2 separate regions of the Pan troglodytes genome follow, and region 2 is linked to region 1. The links are chromatin contacts, called in public Hi-C maps. All regions are on one chromosome and are shown on one strand. Each heading gives the region's core, a stretch centred on a gene start, on an enhancer-like site or on the middle of the called end of the contact. The rest is flanking DNA. Distances are from core to core; before and after follow the strand shown. Region 1 has its middle 72 kb from the start of MAMDC2. Region 2 overlaps TRPM3 (transient receptor potential cation channel subfamily M member 3).

What was found. A called contact is a pair of places that touch in the nucleus more often than the background predicts.
Region 2: a Hi-C map of stem cell-derived neural progenitor cells shows a contact between it and region 1, with 5 times the contacts expected there. The contact joins two enhancer-like sites. A contact is called at or near these places in 2 of 7 Hi-C or Micro-C datasets (induced pluripotent stem cells and stem cell-derived neural progenitor cells).

What each region holds. Positions count from the first base shown.
Region 1 is chr11:60,482,348-60,485,047 of NHGRI_mPanTro3-v2.0_pri, forward strand. No RefSeq gene overlaps it. Among named protein-coding and RNA genes, the nearest start is that of MAMDC2, 72 kb to the right of the region's middle. Within about 2 kb of position 1,419, at least 2 of the 24 cell types and tissues checked have an H3K27ac peak or open chromatin away from gene starts, as enhancers often do. A contact at or near this core is called in stem cell-derived neural progenitor cells, where this site is marked.
Region 2 is chr11:61,108,206-61,110,905 of NHGRI_mPanTro3-v2.0_pri, forward strand. All of the region lies in intron 20 of TRPM3 (transient receptor potential cation channel subfamily M member 3), which reads right to left. It overlaps LOC104007884 (a long non-coding RNA gene), which reads left to right. Exons shown (of 5, transcript XR_008537294.2): 4 at 2,041-2,128. Among named protein-coding and RNA genes, the nearest start is that of KLF9, 190 kb to the left of the region's middle. Within about 2 kb of position 1,311, at least 19 of the 24 cell types and tissues checked have an H3K27ac peak or open chromatin away from gene starts, as enhancers often do. A contact at or near this core is called in stem cell-derived neural progenitor cells, where this site is marked.

The sequences.
Region 1 (2,700 bases), core at 169-2,668:
TGACTGTGGCAGGAAACTGCGCTATTGTTCTGGAAGTTGGTCCAGGAAGCTCAGCCTAATTCCTGCATCTCCAGCTCTCCCAGTGATTTTGCAAACACCTAATTGTAGAGTGGCAGAGGGAGCAGGAATCACTTGGTAAAGCATGACCCCTGGGTGTATGCTTTCTGCGTGAACTTGCAGGAGAGATGGCTGTTTTCTGCAATGATTTAGCCCCTTACTGCAACATGAAATATGGGAGCTTTCAGTGTTTATGTTTCCTACTATGTGGAAATGCTCATTTGCAGAGAGACTGACTGAATTCAACACAGACTGAAGCATAAGGAAAGAAAGAGGAAGAGTTGAAGACCAAGTTTAGGCTATCACTACCCATGAGGCCCCATAACACACATTCCTCTCTCATCATTTTGTTATCCAACCTACCTTTGATTTTGAGATACTCCAGCATCTTTACTATGAATTCATTTTTTTTTTTTTTAAGACAGAGTCTCACTCTGTTGCCCAAGCTGGAGTGCAATGGTGCGATCTCGGCTCACTGCAACCCTCTACCTCCCAGGTTCAAATGATTCTCTTAGCTTCCCGAGTAGCTGGGATTACAGGCGCCCACCACCATGCCCAGCTAATTTATGTATTTTTAGTAGAAACGGGGTCTCACCATATTGGCCAAGCTGGTTTCGAACTCCTGACCTCAAATGATTCACCCACCTCTGCCTCCCAAAGTGCTGGGATTACAGGCATGAGCCACTGTGCCCTGCCAAATTCATTCTTTTGTTTAAGTTCATTCAAGATGGATTTCTGTCATTAGCGAATCAACAGTTGAATTGAATTGTGGTGAAGAGTACCCTGATATTATTACTGGGTTATTACTTCTAAATCATTAGTTTATTAATTGTGTGTATTCGTCTCTTTCCTCTCCAATTTATGGTTACTTATTTTGATTGTGTAGAGTTTGAAGTAAGAAGGTCAAACTTAAGACGAAAGGTTAGGTGTGCTGTGATTCACAGCCACAGCTTCGTCCTAACACACTGCCAGAAAATCACCTCAAATTAAGGGGGTTGCTGCTGGCAGGGTAGAAATCTATTTTTAAAAAGTAGAAGTAGCATATAAATGGAACACATATGGGTCATGAAGCAAACTTCTCCAGCTAAAACGGTGATGCCTACCTACAAGAATGCAGCTCTCTATCACGTGGAGGCAGTGCGCTAGTGACAGTGACAGCAGTTTCAAACGTAGAAAGACAAGCCCGTTTTTCACTTAAACCCAACCGAGTCACAAACAATCCAAACGCCAGACCCATCCTTCCCCAACGTGTGACCTAACTGAAATTTCTAGCAAAATTTTAGCCACCTAACTAGCAACTGTAAACTAGCACCCCCTAAGCCTTTCTCGTTTCCGCCACTGGGTGGCAGCCAGCTGCCAGGTGTCAGATCAGTGAGGAGACAATTTTCTTGGTAGGGGGAGAATGCGGTCATCCCACGTGCCCTATTTGGGAGTGATCCCTCACTCATACCCCTTGCTGAAAGCATACACCTGGTGGTCTTGTTTGACCACAGTATCCCTTCCCCCTCTGTTACTCTTGGTCCTCAAATCCCTTGATCAGCCCCTGGAGCAGCCAATCATTGACTAGTCAGAGTCCCACCAGATTCGTTCTCCAGAAAGTAAAGTAAGAAAGGGGTGACCTAGTTGGTAGTGAAAGCTGGAGTTCAAAGATCTCATGGACCAAAAAGCACAAGCAACTAAAGAAAGAAAGAAAGAAAGAAAGAAAGAAAGAAAGAAAGAAAGAATAAATAAATAAATAAATAAAGACTTCATCAAAATCAAAAATTTTGTGTGTCAAAAGACACAATCAAGAAATTAAAAAGAACCCACAGAATGGGAGAAAATATTTGTAAATAATATATCCGATAAGGGCCTAGTATCCAGAATGTATAAAGAATTTTACAACTCAATAACGAAAAGACAAACAATCCAGTTTTAATCTTGGACAAAGGATCTGAATCGACATTTATCCAGAGAAGATAGGCAAATAACCAAGAAGCCCATGGAAAGATGCTCAACATCACTAGCCACTAGGGAAATCAAAATCACTACTTTATTCCCACTAAGAAGGCTATATATATATATATTTTTAAGTGAGTGTTAGTGAGGATGGGGAGAAACGAAATTTTCATATATTTCTGGAATGTAAAATGGTACAGCCACTGTAGAAAACAGTTTGGCAGTTCCTCAAAAAGTTAAAAAATATGAAAAAAATATTACCAAATATGACCCGGCAATTCCACTCCTAGAAATATACTCAGGAGAGTTGAAAATATCTGCTCACACATACATTCATATATAAAAGTTCCCAGCAGCATTGTTCACAGCAGCCAAAAGACAGGGTTAACAACTCAGATGCCCACTGACTGATGACTGGATAAGCAGAGTGAAGTGAATCTACACAAGGGTTTTGGGCATAAACCTAGGAGTGGGATTGCTGGGTCATATGATATTCTATGTTTAACTTTTTGAAGAACTGCTAAACTGTTTCTGGAAACTAACTTTTACCTGCTTCTTCTACTGCTTGAGGTACTGGATGGATGATAAAGAATATGAAATCAGCAGTCAATATTTGTGGCCATGTACTCTACAGTTTCACAGAGCTGTTTTCTTTCTTTTTTCCTTTTTCGTTTTCTTTTTTTTTTTGGTACAGAGTTTTGCTCT
Region 2 (2,700 bases), core at 61-2,560, 630 kb after region 1:
TACATAATAGAAACTCAATACATATTTGTCAACAGACTGACTGTTGTGTAGGCACTAACAGCAATTTTCCAGTTCCTTGCATATCCTAACTCCTTTGTGGGACTCTTGCCTTACCTTAAACTTAGAGGGGCTACCACGCATGGGTCTATGAAATGCACAGCTGGACAGCAGAAGTTGCACCCATCCTGCATCACAGACCACCCCAGGATGTGAGAAGCCAGGGAATGCCACTTAGTGAAGCTGTGCACCAGGGCCACCTTCCTCAATTGCTGGTGTTTACCTCTGAGGATTCCATCTCTTCAAACCATGACCAACCCCTTTCCCCACCTCAGAACCTCTCAAAGGAGAGGAGAGAAAAGACTGGAGGCAGGTCTATATCCAGCTATTTGTGTGAATCCTCATGTCCACTATAATGATTTACCTAATTCTCAAATACTAAGGAAGACGGGTTTTTGTAAGTCAGGGCTGGGACTTGGAAGCTGAGCAGGGTACCAGGAGCTACCTGGGAGCCCTATTTTTCACAGGCAGTGTCCTGCCCTAAGCCCTAGCCCAGGGTTTTTAAACTTCAGTGCACATCAGAATCACCTGGAAGGCTGGGTAAAATACAGATGCTGGGCCCTCAGTCTGGAGTTTCTGCTTCAGGAGGCTGGGGGTGGGGTGGAGGATTTACATGTCTAACAAGTTCCCAGCTCCTGCTGGTGGCCACAGTTTGAGAACCACTGCCCTAGTCATCAGCAATCTCTGCAGCTGGTGTTGTCCTGATGGCTTCTCACTCCCTGGCTGCATCTTAACAGAGCAAAAATCCGTGTATGTAGCTGGGAGAGGGGGTTGATGGGCAATGCCTTGAGCTTTTCCAACCCTTTGCTCACACTTTCCTAAAACTGCTAAACACAGAGGTTTGTAGTATCATTTTTAAATAGTGAAGCATTTTTTGGTAAAGTCCCAACATTAAAAAAGATGAGAGCAGAACAGTCCGGGGTGAGGCAGAAGTGGAAAGTCAAGAATCCCCCCTGCCTCCTCCACCTCTCGAACCAGCCCTCAGTCACCTGTCTTAGAACCCTGGGAGCCTGAGGAGCATCGTGGGGGAGTAGAAAGAGCAGTGAGTCTAGGGACGGATCTGTCAGGTTTCATACTCAGTTGTCCTTTCTAGCTGTGGGATACGGGGAAATTGCTAAAACCCTGAGTCTCAGTTCCCAGACCTGTGCAGTGGGACGTCATCATAGTCACGCCATCGACCTCACAGAGTTGTCGGCGGGGGTAGGATCCAGATGAGATAACGTCTACCCACGCATGCTGTAAACAGTGCCATGCTATTAAGGGATTACCGGGGCTTGCTTTGGTGACTCCGGGCAGAAGTATGTGGGGCTGGGAATGGGGGTATCATGGGAAACCACAAAGCCTTCCTTTTGTGTATCCCTGGGAAGGCACCAAAGCATGCAAACTTTTCCACATTTCCAGGATCTTGCGTCTGAGCTCTGGAGGTCCTGCGTGCTGACTGTGAAGAGGCAGGAAGGGCATGGCCTGTGGGGTCCTCACCCTTTGGTCGTCAAGCAACTCTTCAGTGAGTTCAGGGCAGGACACAGGGGTTGGGGCGCCGCCTCACTGAGCCGCAGAGGAAAAGGTCAGACTCGGAGGTGGTCACCGCCTCACTCCCCACGGGAAGCGGGAATCTTCAGTTGACCCCTTCCTGACTCCAGCCTCCAAAGCCCTGCCCTCCCTGCTATTCTATGCCTCTTCAGGAGAAATGGATATCCAGGCCTCGAGGCTCCTGGCAGCCTGCCCGTTTGGCAGCCTCTGCCAGAACAGTCCGTGGAGTACAGACTGCTCCCTGTCTTCTCCCAGTCTGGTCCCTGGAGAGACTCCAATCTCCCTGCTCGAGTCCTTCCCTTTTCTGCTTATCATGGGGAAGGAATATGCGTCTAGGCGTTAAATCGCTCGAGTGCCAGCTGGCACAGCACAGCCACAGGGCCCCAGCAGGAGCAGGCCTCAGTTCTCAGAGAGCTGCACAAAGACCAAAGCAAATTTATTACTGTTTTTCAGTTTACAAATGGGAAATCCACAACATTGGTCAAGAAGAAAAGGCACCATGAATGGGAAGACCGAAGTGTAGACAACCAGCTGGAACAAGGCAAGGCATTCCTTTTTTTTTTTTTTTTTTTTTTTTTAAATCCAGGCTCTTGTAAAATAAGACTAGCAGACCCACTCCCAAGTTCTCAGGATGGGGAGATGGTAGTCAGAGTTAAAATATCACCCAAATAGTTTAAAAACTCAAGAGAAGGGCTTAAGAGATAAGACATTTTTTAATGATCCCAGTACAACTGCATCTAACAGATACTGCATCTTTTCTCTGGAAGAGAACATTATAGAGCTGAAACCCTTGCCTTTTAACCTGTCTTTGTAATGAAGGCAAGAATGAAGTTGTGGATTTGTAGGAGTCCTTTTTTCCTATGGTGCCCAGTATGTTTTCCCACCCACTGCAGTATAGCATTTAGGGTTGTTCTTGAGCTCTTAAAGACCCAGTGGACTTGAACGGGAGCATTTCTTCCAGAAAGGGCCTGTCCTGCTTACTGTCATTTCAGGAAAAATGCAGAGAAATCAGCACTACCTCCTAAGCCTGCCTTCCTAATGGCTTTCCCTGATGAAATAGGAGCTTGTGGTGAACATTGAGTGGGGCTGCAGAGCCCTCTTGTGGATTTTCAC